2 separate regions of the Sus scrofa genome follow, and region 2 is linked to region 1. The links are chromatin contacts, called in public HiChIP or PLAC-seq maps. All regions are on one chromosome and are shown on one strand. Each heading gives the region's core, a stretch centred on a gene start, on an enhancer-like site or on the middle of the called end of the contact. The rest is flanking DNA. Distances are from core to core; before and after follow the strand shown. Region 1 holds the start of ZNF32 (zinc finger protein 32). Region 2 holds the start of ZNF239 (zinc finger protein 239).

Region 1 (6,683 bases), core at 3,774-6,273:
GATCCGGCGTTGCTGTGGCCGTGAGCTGTGGTGTAGGTTGCAGACGTGGCTTGGATCCTGCGTTGCTGTGGCTCTGGTGTAGGCCGGTGGCTATGGCTCCAATTCGACCCCTAGCCTGGGAACCTCCATATGCCGCAGGGGCGGCCCAAGAAATAGCAAAAAAGACAAAAAAAAAAAAAAACATACAAGTCCACTTCTTCCATTTTGCATGTTCACAGATTCACATGGAGCCTGTTCATGGGCCACAGATGAGAACTCTGGCTCTAGGACCACTGCTTAGGACATGGGTGTGGAAGGAAGTAACATCCAACACATGACATGAACAGGAACAACATCCAGCCTCCCACCTGTAGTCACAGTCGCATCTTCACCCTCTGGTTGTCTGGAAGGCCTACCTACAAAATGGGCTGTGCTCCCCCATGACATTCCTCAGAAGAGTCATTATGAGAGGACAACACTCATGCACACAACAGCAAACAAAGGGTACCTCCTCTTTCTGGGCCAAGTGGCAATGTAAATATATTCTAGAGGGACCCTAAGGCAGCCCCACTAAATGATACCAAACAGGAAAGGGAAAGTCAGCTCTTGGCATGAAAGCCTCAGCAGGAATGATGGCCAGACCCACGGCCTTGGAAATAAATGCAAATATATACTAAGTGTGGGTCATCAGTCCCCACCCCAAACTTTACTTCCCATCTTCTGGCTTATAAGCAACTCCATCAAGAGTCTATATGAAGAAAGGAACAGCTAGTTACATGGTAGAAATAAATGGTAAGAACTGGAAAACAGGAGTTCCTGTTGTGGCTCAGTGGTTAGCGAATCCAACTAGGAACCATAAGATTGCCGGTTTGATCCTTGGCCTAGATCAGTGGGTTAAGGATCCAGCATTGCCGTGAGCTGTGATATAGGTCACAGACGTGACTCAGATCCCACATTGCTGTGGTTCTGGCACAGGCTGGCGGTTACAGCTCCAATTAAACCCCTAGCCTGGGAACCTCCATATGCCATGGGTACGGCCCTAGAAAAGACAAAAAGACGAAAAAAAAAAAAAAAAAAAAAAAAGAACTAAAAAACATCTGAAGCTTGCATAAATAGCTCCCTTAAGAATAAATCATTTATATTTGAATAGTGGAAGGAATTTTGAGGTTACAAAAGCTAAGATCCACACACTAAGCATCTTCAAGCCCAAATTATGAATATCCTGCATTTATAAATCAGGGAAGAATAGTGAGAGCAAACACAGGACATAATTGCTCAAAGAGACAGGAGTAGGTACAGAAAATAGGAATGACTTGTCCAAGGAGAGGCCAGGATGATCTCCAGCCCTGAGAAATAGCTGGCAAATCAAGAGACATTTGGATGACTCTAACCAAGAGACCAACAACTTTCTAGAGAATTGCATTAAAGCACAACCTCTTTCTTTCTAGTGGGTCCTGCTACTCAAGCCTGGCCATTGAGTAGGAGGGGCTTAAAAGAAGGCTGGCTTTCTCCCAAGCACTGGCCTCCAAGCTGGACACAGTGGGATTTTTTGGGAGGGATGGGAAGCCTGGTTAGTTCAGAGAATGTACAGAGTAGTGGGATGAGACGGGGGTTCATAAAACACAGTTATTAAGAGCTAACTGAAGAGGTCTGCATTTCTGATGGGAATTGGACTAAACACAGACTTGAGGCAGAGTAGAAATTATTCTGATAAACTCTTCCAGGAGGGCAGATCCTCATTCTACCACTCTACACCCAAAGACTTCGTTGAGCTAATGAGAGCAAATGAAGCTCAAGCTCTCCTTGAGTATCATGTGCTCTCATGCAGGTTTCTGGGGCAATCCTCCATTTAAAGGAACCAGGAGTCTTTTCCAAGTCAATAATTCACTTAAGAATTTACTGCAGAATTCTGCAGCTTTCATTCCACATTTAGGATGCAATTATTTCATTTTTTCTTTTCCTGGTAGGTTTATTTTTCTCTTTTTTCTTTTTTTATTGGTCATAAAATATTCATTAAGGTATACTTTAGTGAATATAATGAATATAAAATTTAGGATCACAATATGAAACAATTGCAATCCACTCAAAGAGTAAAAAAATCTGTAGAAGTAAAATGTGTATTTTTAGGACTTTTTGATAGGTATAAGCAAATGTCTAATTAGACTGAATTGTCTCAATTTAGACATGGCTGAAAATGTCTATTTCCCTAGTCTCTTTTACATTATTTTCCATTCACCAGCTAAGAAAATTTTCTCTTAGTTTCAATTAGCACTTTTTAAAAATTAATAGCATTTTTCCTTAATTCTATTGTGTGTGTGAGTTGCTATCCTTTACCAAATTTCCAGTGAAATTTCTTTTTCCTATTGAGTTGTATGGTCTCTTTAAAGATGATAGTGATTACCATGTTCCTAGCTTGTCGTGTATTAACTTCATTTAATGGTGGTGTTGACACAGAAGTACTGGATTTTAATGTAGTCAAATCCAGCAATCTTATTCTTCACTGTTTCTGCGTTTCTTACCATGGTTAGGAAAACCCTTCCTATGCTGAGATTATAAAACTATTAAACCATACATTCTTCTAGGCCTTTTGTGGATCTGGGTTTTACATTTTACATTTAATCAATCTGGAGGCTATTTTGGCACAGAAGTTAGATAAGTATATACTTTCATTTTTTTTGCCAAATGTTTAGCCTTTTGTCATATAATCAGTTACCAGATTATCTTCGTTCCATAATGTTTTAAAATGCATGTGAAATAAGGGAATAATTCTTTGGTAATTTTTCAAATTGACACTGCTAACACCCTCCCTCAGCTCTGTGCCTTTCTGTTGAGTGGGTGTCTTAAAATGCAGGCCGTGGTTAAGGGTTGGGCCTCATTCAGGATCTGGGTAAAGACTGCTATGTGTCTGTCAAGAGGGTGGTGGGTGGGTCTCTTCTGGGTCTCATCAACTCCAGTCCTAACTGCTCTCTCCTCCACTTTTTATTCAATGCACCCACTTTCCTGAGACACCTTAAAAGAATTCACGCAGATTTGTTAAGGTGACAACATTCCCCCTTTACAGTCGCCTTCTCCACCAAAGCTTTGTCATCGCTTTCACAGTGGGATCATCCTAACAACCACAGCTGAGCCTGACCTCAAAAGAACTGATAAGACTTCTAGGCACATGGTGTTGTTTTTCAACGGAGGAAATGACTCCCAGACCTGGGGGTGACATACGCAGCCTTGCAGCTTTGCGGATACAGCCCTGGGAGAGAAGGGAGCAGAGACACTCATACAGCACCATCCAGTCAGCTGCAAGGACTGGCCTTTGCTGGGTGCCACCTGGGCACTGAAAATTGTCTGTGGCTGCTCTAGAAGGAAAGGATGTGATGACTGTGCTTCACCTCCTAATGCCCTACCCCTTTCTCTCTGTGATTCTGGAGCAAATAATGAAGGAGGCACCACAGGAAGCTCTGCATTTGTGCTGAGGCGCCTTCAGGAGCCAGGCCTACAGGGCAGTTCCCCCTACACACTCAGGGACTTTTCTGTACTGCTGTCCTGGGTTTTGAGGAAAGGTGTGTGTTTGTCTTCTAAACTAGACTGTCAGCTCCCTTCCTAGGAGAAGAGAGTATATCTTTTTTACATTTATGTGTCCAAAGCCCAGCAGAGTACCTGACGCTTAAAATGGGCTCAGAACATACAGGTTCAATGAACTTAAATAATGATGTTATTAGTGATAGTGAAACTAACACTTAGCAATCAACTTACACTTTGTACACAGTGAGAAATTAAATGTTTTGTTTTTGTTGTTAAATGTTTAACAGGTGACTTTTGGGTAGAGGACAAACACATAGTAAGAGGAAACATACCTTATGAAACCTCTCCTTTAATAGGATAAACTAGCCTCTGCGTAGGAGCTCTGGAGCAGGGAACCTGGAGAGAATTACACTGAGGAGAGCTCCAGGATGAAGGAAGACGAAAGCGATTCAAACGGGGAGGAAGCCCAAGCAGTCTCAGCCATAGAAAATTTTAATACCATTCTTCCCTCTCCCAAATTCCCTTTCAGAGGCCAGGATCCTATAAAAATACATTTGAAGGTGGCTTAAGGCATTTAGGGAGCCTTGCCCCCTCTTAGGATCACACAACAGGATTTGAATGCCTGTACTTCACAAAGAAGCCTCATGAAAAAGAGCTCATCTAACTTGCTGAGTGATTTTCAAAACTTACAATTTATCCATGTAAGAAAAAAATCTAATTTCTTATCCTAGAAAATAGTGTTTTCTCTCCAAAACTCAGAGGGGGTACATGCAGAAAGATTTTTTTTTTCTGGGTTCTTACATACCTGCCTTTGCTCTGCAAGTATCAAGAGGGTGACCTGACTTGGATTCTGGCCCTTTCAAGAAGCCTCTGTAGCTGCCACCTAACCACATCCTGGGCTCCCCACCAGGTAAGAAGCCTATCCAGAATTCTGCAGCTAGTCAGTGGTGGAGCTGACATGCAAATTCAAGACAATTCCAAACCGGATCTCTTACCCATTATTTCGGATGCAAATTCTTTAACGGGATAAGAAGAGCATAGCCCTCCACCAGACTCCTCCCCAACCTCACTAAATTCTCCTCTGGTGTTCCAAAACGCCACAGACTTCGCTTGAAATATCTGCTCCTCGCCTCAGAGCTCTAACTACAGAATACTTAGTCTTTGCTCCCCCAATGGCTCAAAACAAAACCTCCAAGCACCCAAGGTTTTATCAACTCATTTCTTCCCAATGAGCTTCCTCCCACCATACCTAATGCAAGAACCCAGATTCTCAGTTTCTTGGTTCAGCGGACGACTTCACAAGCTGCCTACACACGCCTGGCTAATTTGAGCAGCCTTTCGGCGCTCTTGGTGCCCGCTCTACATACACCCGCGAACGAATCAGCGCCACCGGCTGAGGACCATATGGAGGTGGCCTGAGCGCCCAGCGATCACCTGGACCCGCAGAGTCCCGAGAGGCCGGACGCATCGCCGAACTACGTTTCCCACAGTGCTCGGGAAAGCCGGGGCCGCCGAGGCCCCAGCCTCCAGCTCGCGCGGAACCTCCTGGGAGCTGTAGTCCGGTCTGCTCGCGCCGGCGCTGCTGTGGGATCGGTGCCGGCCTTTGTCTGTCTGCGGGCGCGCGCCGCTGCGGTGAGTGAGGCCGCCGGCCGGGTCAGTGCGCCCGGGTGAGGCGGGGCCCCGCCGACAGGCTACGGCTCCCGAGCTCCCCCGAGACCCTGAGCGGGCCTGACCAGCCTGGACCCCCAGGGCGGCCAACTAAGAGGGGAGAGGTCTGCGGCCCGCAAGAAAAGGTCCATCTGGACCAGAGAGCGGGGTGCTGAGGCCCAGCACGCAGGGCGGCCCTGGGGGCCCGGGAACGCGGGGTTGGGGGAGCCTGAGGCGGGAGGGTAGAGCCTGTTCGGACTAGCGGGGGCCCCTCCGCCGCACCGCAGGGCGGGGTGTGGGGAAGGCCTGGCACCTGGAGCTGTGGGCGGGGAGGCCACAGTCAGGTGTGCCCCAGGGCCTTAAGAAGTTGGACAGGGGAAAGCGGTGTCTCTCTGGGGTGGGTGAATGGGAGAAAGGACAAACCCCGCTGGGTGGAGAATGGGAAAGGACAAACTGGATTCAGGTGTGTGGAGGAAAAACTCACCCCTACCCAGAATTTCCTAATCCTGAAACTATCCTCAAGATAGCAAAAGTTCCCCCTCTTCTAGTCATCTCCTCAGGACTTCTCAACTTTAGGCCTTAAGTCTGTAGGACATGTCAGAGGCCCTTCACAATTGGTTTTTTATTTGCCCAGGAGCTACTTCATATTTGTTATCAAAGTATTTATTAAGTGAGGAGATAGAGTGAGGGCTGTTTGGTTACTTGCCCAATGTCATTTGAGAGGACTGAGAGTGTAATCCAAATCTCTCATGGCCTAACTCTAAACCACAGGATATAATGGCCTTTCTGATAGGAAAAGAAATGTTTTCTAGTATAAAGTGGCTTTCTCCAAAATCTTTAGGAAATTGACTCCCCAGACTTGTGTAATCTAGGGAGAAAATTATGACAGATTCCCTTTATTAATCAAAGAGGTTCCATAGACACATCTGAGTTCTTCCTGAATATCTCACAGCACGTGGAGAGGCACAGCTGTAAATTCTACCCACGGTTCCAAGCTCTATTTGCTGGACTCACCAGGGACAGAGTCCAACCTTAGGCAGCAGGTACATATACGTTACGTTGACTTGGCTGATGTGCAGCTGTTGAGCAGTAACACCTTGAACTTCCTAGTGAAAGGTCCTGTAGTGTCCTGACACTTTGATAGGGCATTGCATTGTGGTTTATACTCCAAACTGAACCTGAATCTGCCAACTAAGAGTTTAAATGCCTCTCCAGTCACCATGATATGTAGCAGAAAATGCAGGTGTCAAGAAGACCAGATGCTTGGATTAACACAGAATTGTTGCATCACACTGCTATTTCATTAAATCAGGAGGTCAGCATTTTCTTGTTAAATATTGGAGGAAAACAAAGATTATACACTGAACCACTGCATAAATAAAGTATAAGAATTCAGTAATTAGGGTCCTGAAATAAGAATATTCCCTCCAAAAAAAAATAATAAATAAAAAAATAACGTGGAACAAGAGGATTTCTAGGATCTGGAAGAATAGGAAAGTCTGGTCAAACTCTGTTCCATTTTATTCCATTTTGTAAGAATT
Region 2 (7,070 bases), core at 3,836-6,335, 39 kb after region 1:
TCTTCTGCCATAAGGATCTTTCCCTACTCCCTACTTTTTGTTGTTGTTGCTTTTATTGCTTGGTCAGTTGGTTGGTTGATTGGTTGTTGCTTGGTTTTAGCAGTTGAGGAAGGTTTAGAGAGGCTAAATAATGTAGCCTCAGTCTGTTCACGTGCAAGACAGTTAATCTGTTTGCCTACTTCCCAGGACTATTGTGAGAACTGAGATAAAAGAAATGAAAAGTCAGAGATTCAAGGAGAGGGACACCACAGAGAGCAAACACAAGTGCAGACACACCTAAAGCAGGGGCAAAACATCCTCCATAGTGCCTCTGTCTCCAAAGGCATGTCACTAATAACCACTGCCACCCAAAGGTCAATGAGAACAGCACAGCTAACTTTCATTGCCCAGCGTAGTGATAAGCACCTTCCACATGTTATTATTTCATAAAGTCCTTCACAGCAGTCCTCACAACATAAATTCCCTGAAAGGGACAAGTATTGTGAGCTTCATTTTATGAAGGAGGAACTCGGGGCTTAGTGACTGATAAACTTGTTCACGATGGTGCAGTTTTCTTTTGGCAGAAGCTTTGTTTAAATCCAGACAGTCTCATCCACAGCCCCTGTTTTTAGCTGCTCTGTTTTGGCTCCTAAAATGGAGAAGGTGTGAATTTTCACTGAAGATGAAGGAAAAGAGAGAAGACAGAGGACAGGGTGAGCCAGAAGGGGCTGGTCAGGACTCCCCCTGTTGAGGACCTTTGGGCAGCTGGCTTCAGATCCTTTCTCTCTGTGGGAGCTGACTGAGTTCAAGGCAGGGCTTAGCCCATCTTTTGGATTAGCCTACAGGAAGGCAATTGCTCACTTAGAATATGTCAAGGAGTTCCTGGAAGCATACCCCTCCTCTAGGGTTGCCAGATAAAATACAGGATGTCCAGTGACATCTGAACTTCAGGAAAAAAACACTGCAAGGACACCTATTGTTTTTTTAATTATTCACCATTTATCTGAAATTCAAATTTAGCTAGGCATATTGTATTATTGTATTTTCATTTGCTAAACCTGGCAACCCAAGCCTCTTTGCCCCATATAGATCTTTAAAAAAAAAAACAAAACAAAAACTCTGATGGTTGTATAGCTACAATAAAATTCACTGAGTTAAAAAAAACAAATCTCTATTATCCCAGTGTAACATCTAAAAAGCCACAATTTTTGTTTAAAGATTTCTAGATCTTTAGGGATACCGTATGACACATTTATCCTTGGATTGAGAGGATACATTTTAAGTTGTTATCTACACATTAGTGTCCTTAGTTGGCTGTGCCCAACATCTTTCAGAAAGTCAACATGTGGAGTGTGAATAAAGGTGAGAAGTGTAGCAATGGCACACAATGAGGGAGAAGAGGCCGATGAGGGAAGAGAGAGGGTTCATAATGCTGAAAACCCACTGAAACTCTCCTTATCCCCAGTGCAAGTGGAACTCTGAAGAGAAACAGCATCCCTGTGACAAGATACACAGAATATACTCAATGAGTGCTCCTGAATGAAAAAGGGCAGGAGGAGCTCCTGTCATGGCTCAGTGGTAACAAACCCGACTACCAACCCATCCTCAGTGGGTTAAGGATCTGGCATAGCTACGACCTGTAGTGTTGCTGTGGCTATGGCGTAGGCCGGCAGCTGTAGCTTTGATTTGACCCCTAGACTGGGAACTTCCATATACTGCAGGTGTGGCCCTAAAAAGCAAAAAATAAATAAATAAATAAATAAATAAAAATGCAGGAATGATGCTGAGTTGCTTCTAGCAGCACTTGCACTATAATGATGAGTTTTTCTAGCCCTTCGGCCATCTTTCCTGGACCCTAGCAAGGGAACATCAAGAGCTCATCATTACTGGGCGAGATTAACTTCCCTCCTCTCTCCCCTCCTGTCTGGGTGCACCTGAACAATTCTCTTTTCTCTGGGCCTCAATTATCAGTCTGAAAGGTGAAGAGAGCTGAACAAGACTCTCCCAATCAATCACCTCCATTTCTACAGTTTTTGAGGACATCCTGGTAACAGGTCAGATAATAGAGCTGCAGACATTCTTGTAACTCAGAGATCCAAGAGATCTGGAAGGAAAGAGCTCTGTGAGCCCCTGCTCCAGTCAGGAGCCAAACGGGTTGAAAAAGGGCTCAAATCTACACAAGAGCCCTGGACTCCCTTTTCCAGCTCTAACTGTGGTTTCTCCAGCTTTCTCAGGAGTCCAGCATGGCCAGGTCTGCATCTGCCACTACGCAGCTTGGTCTGGGGCACTTCTGGGTTGGAGCAATCACCCCAGCAGGCTGGACTGGGAGGTGGGGCCCAAGGGGTCCAACAGAAAATCCTCTCCTCATCTCTAGCCTGACCTGTTCCAACTGTGATGTGCTGAAAAGATGAGATGAAAAATGTGCTACAGTGGAAGTGACCCAGTTCAATACCCAAGGTGCTGGGTTTGGACACTGGCTCTGCCATTTAGTAGTAGCAGGACCTTGGGCAAGTCACTGCCTCTCTCTCACAGCCTCTGTGCCTTCCTTTTAAGAAGAGTGAATGAGGAGTTCCCGTCGTGGCACAGTGGTTAACAAATCCGACTAGGAACCATGAGGTTGCGGGTTCGGTCCCTGCCCTTGCTCAGTGGGTTAACGATCCGGCGTTGCCGTGAGCTGTGGTGTAGGTTGCAGACGCGGCTCGGATCCTGCGTTGCTGTGGCTCTGACGTAGGCTGGTGGCTACAGCTCTGATTGGACCCCTAGCCTGGGAACCTCCATATGCCGCGGGAACGGCCCAAAGAAATAGCAAAAAGACAAAAAAAATAAAAACATTAAAAAATTCTTTAAAAATTAAAAAAAAATAAAAAAGAAGAGTGAATGAGGAAGAACCCCTACTGCACAGTGCTGTTCATAGGCAAGGATGAACACTGGGCCACGAGCCCAAAGCAGATCACCCAGGAAGAAAGAGAAGTGCCTCCACCTTTAATTCTGCATGTCTCCTAAGGGCTTCCCAGATAGACTTAAGGACTCAGATGCTCCCTGACTAGTGCTCCTCCCAAGACCTTAACACACAGAAGATATAGCCCCCAAATGAAGATCTCCCAAGTTCTTACAGAATGAAAATTGATAACACAGAAGAGAGAAGGGAATGCCCTCATGTGTGAGGAAGGGGATAAGATTCAGGGTACAAACGGAGAGTTTTCTTTCTTTTCTTTCCCCCTCCCCACTCCCCCAGCCTACACCACAGGCACAGCAACCCAGGATCCAAGCCACATCTGAGACCTACATCACAGCTTGCAGCAACACCAGATCCTTAATTCACCAAGCGAGGCCAGGGATTGAACCCGCATCTTCATGGATACCATGTCCGATTCTTAACCTACTGAGCTACAATGGGAACTCCAAGTTTTCTTAAATAGAAACTGGGGCGGTTCATTCAGAATGGAAGGTAGAAAAAATAGGCTCCAGTGGAAAGAGGTGGGCAGATGTGCTTGTGTGAGGGTATAAAAGTTCTCTCTTCTCAGAGAAAGCAAGGGTCATCAGCTGTGATTGAGATGAGAGAAGTAGTTATTGGAGGCTTGAAGAAAGACGAGAAACTGTGAGATAGTCATTTAGGAGAATGAATGAACTAAGAAAGTGTAATGGGATAATTGAGCAGCACTGACGGCCCACTTGACCTTAGCAGTCATAAACTGAAAGTGAGACCAATCACCAGAGCCATATTTTTCTCAGGACACATCTGCTACACAGGTACAGGTGTGAAATAGGCAAGGAGTTGGATTCAACTAGATTTGATATTTTATCAGGAAAATAAAACCAAGGAAGATAGGAGCAAGACACTGATCATAATTATGAGCCACTCCCTCTAAATTGGGTGGGGTGGAAAATGAGAACATAAAGGCGTGAGAGTCAGGGCAAGAGTGATGGGATGGATAGGGAAGATTTAGGGGAACATCAGGTCCCAGAGAGATCTTTTGTTCCCCAGACCAAAGGCAGGAGAGCACCTCCGAGGAGGAGGCTCTCCAAATGTGGTAGGCCCTCTAAAATATCCACGTTAATCCCCAGAAACCATGAGTGCTACCTTATAGAGCAAAAAGGGATTTGTAAATGTGACAAAATTTAAGATCATGATGTGGAGAGATTGTTTTGGATTAACCAAGTGGGCCTGATGTAATCACATGTAGTTAGTTCTCTGGAAGAGTCTGCACCAGAGAAAGTAACTATCAAGCTACCTTATTAACTTCAAAGGAAGCAGAGATTGGAGTCATATGCTTTGAAGACGTAGGAAGAGATCACAAACCAAGGAACATAGACCATGAATTACCTTGAGAAAGGCAAGGAAATAGATCCTCCTCTAGAACCTCCAGAAGAACCCAGCAGTGCTGACACCTTGACTTTAGTGCAGTGAAACTGATTTCAGACTTCCGACCTCCCAGAACTGTAAAAGATGAAATTTGCGTCTGTGATACGTCACTAAGTTTATGGTAATTTATTACAGCAGCAACTGGAAACTACACCAAGAAGGGGAGAGACAAAGACGAGAGGACTAGAAAACAGCTCTTTCATCTCCAGGATTAATCTGAAGGGAAAGTATTCCAGAGAGACCAAGTGAGCATCCCTGTGTCATTCAGTGAGGGGTGAAAACAATGGAGAAGCCACTGAGGAGAATTTTGGTGCCATTCCCTTGAAGGCATTAAGAACTAAAAGGGCCTCAGAGAGAAAGGTTTCTGTGTAATCTATGATACACAGTACTATCAAATTTTACAAATCAAACTGCAGGCCTCTATATACAGCATGACCTCATTTTTGTTTTCAAAAAGCATATTTGTATAAGCCGCTAAATGAATGAACTTCTGATTTTTGAAGGAGAGGAAAAAATTACGGGTAATGTACATTCTTTAACCCCATTAGCGCTTTAATAAAACGAAAATACACTTTAATGAGTATTCCTAAAATAATTCTTATGCGTTTATAATTTAAAACACACAGACGCACTAACACGGATAACTCCAAGGAACCAGACGCAGACCTCAAACAACCGCGAAGGGCACTGGACGGAGCTCGTGATACTATCCTCCCACGCCGCGCCGCGCTAGGTCCCAGGGCGGCGCCGGAAGTGGGCGTGGTCCGCCCGCGGCTTTCTGGGACTTGTAGTTCGGCACATAGGCGCGGGTGCGGGTCAGTGTTGCCAGTGTTGCGAATCTTGCGCTTCCAGGTGTCCGACTCCAAGTGGGAGGTGAGAGCTGTCTGGCAGAAGGCGCAGCCCGGAGCAGCCCGCAGCGAAGCATCTGGCTGTCTAGTTGTGGGAACGCTGCGGGGCAGGCGCTGGACCGCAGGGACCCGGAAGCCTGGCGGGCGGCCGTGGGAGGGCGCGCGCCCTGGCGGAGATGAGAACGCGGGCCGCACGTGTGCCCACGCGCTTCGGCCGCTGCTGCGTTCCCAGGATCGGCGGCGATCACCTGAGACCAGGCGGCCCCCACTGCTGAGCCGCCCGCGGTTCCGAATGGCCCTCCTCTCGCCTGCCTGAGCTCCGGCCTCGGCTGGCCTGGGAGCTTCGCAGTTGGCCATACCGGCCTTTTCCACGCCGGTGACTGGCCCTACTCGAAGGAGATTTTCGGTGGACGTTAAGGGACCGAGAGGGGGCCTTTGAGGGACTGAAGTTTCCATCCCCACAGCCCTGTCCTCGGTGAAAAGAGAGTGCGTCACAGGCCGTGCACCCCAGAAACGAGTCAGGCCGTCAGGTGTCGGGCAGCCGAAATCTCTCCGGAGAGGCGATACATCTAACCCGACAGCTCCTACTGCTCTAACTAGAACTTGAGGGCAAAAAAATCCGCGAAGCCTGGGGAAATGGGCACATCTTAAGAGCTGCTGGGAAGGATGGGAATTTCTTACCCTGGTGGGTTTGCGGGGGAGGCTTGGCATATTTGATCCGAAGCCCAGTGGAGAGAGGTGAGGGAGGTGCAGCATGGAGAGACAGGAAGGGTACCCCAGCAGAGGGTGTATGAAGGAAGGTTGCAGGAGCTGAGTAACTTTTTTCCTACAGTCTTGCTGGATTGGCTTGTCTGTGTCCTGCAAAGTGGACGTGATTTACATGGATTTTTCGCTTTCCCTAACTCTACCTTTCCAGGAGTCTGTCCTTGCTGACAAGAGGAAATGACCGAGTTCCAGGTGAGTTGGAGTTTTTCTTCTCTGAGACTGGAAATACTTTCCTTTCCTTCCTCTCCTTTCCTTTCTTTTCTTGGGAAGGACATCAGGATTAACTTGAGTGCCTGTCTGGTGTCAGGTCCCGTCTTGGTTCTCTATGTTTTTTCTTTTTATTGTCATACTTCAGCGTGAGACATAAAACATCTTATAAACATGAGTGTAAGAACATTAAGATACTAAGAGCGTATGGTTATCAAATGATGTCATCAGGGTCTGCACAGAAAACATGCGACTTTAAATTCCACCTCAGTTTTCACTGAACTACACTGCTTCCATGAATTTGGCCCACTCCCGAGAGCACTGGGCTATGCTCTTTTATTAAAGACTCCACATAGCATTTTTGTCTGGTCCTGTGTCTCAAACCATGCCTTTTCCTGCCAGACATTTCACTCACATTGAAATTCATTCAGAGTTGTGACATGCACAATCTAGTGGTCTCAAGAAAACAAACAGAATTATAAACAACTGTGCTTTTTGTCATGAGCAGATGATGTGTATTAAAAAAGTATGCACATTAACAATGATTTATTAAACACGAAAGATCAAAAACATGAGGAAATTTGTTAAATAACAGCAGAGTAGTTACCAGATCACTCCCAGAAATGGCTCTTCAGTCAGGCTGTGCGTCACAATTATCAGAGGTGTTCTTTAAGAATTAAGACCGAGTCAGGATTGTTAACCACAGAGCCACGAAGGGAACTCCAAGAATTAAGGTTCCTAGGCATCATTCCCCCACACCTACCAAAAGGAGAATTTCACTCCTTTTTTATCCCTTTGATCTTTGTACATCCAAAAATTTATTGTGACATATTTCTCTACATACTTGGATATTTCTTTACATACTTACCACCTAGGTAGATAAGATAGGTTGCTCATCTTGCATGCTC

Evidence for each region. HiChIP or PLAC-seq counts read pairs in DNA pulled down with a chosen protein or histone mark.
Region 2: an H3K27ac HiChIP or PLAC-seq map of alveolar macrophages shows a contact between it and region 1. The contact joins the promoter of ZNF239 here to the promoter of ZNF32 in region 1. A contact is called at or near these places in 4 of 47 Hi-C or Micro-C datasets (heart right ventricle, liver and skeletal muscle) and 2 of 2 datasets of contacts at active chromatin or transcription factors (alveolar macrophages and skeletal muscle).

The regions. Positions count from the first base shown.
Region 1 is chr14:92,146,208-92,152,890 of Sscrofa11.1, forward strand. ZNF32 (zinc finger protein 32) reads left to right here and starts at 5,024. Exons shown (of 3, transcript XM_021073021.1): 1 at 5,024-5,127. It also overlaps the pseudogene LOC102167823.
Region 2 is chr14:92,184,740-92,191,809 of Sscrofa11.1, forward strand. ZNF239 (zinc finger protein 239) reads left to right here and starts at 5,086. Exons shown (of 3, transcript XM_021073009.1): 1 at 5,086-6,147. It also overlaps the pseudogene LOC102167823.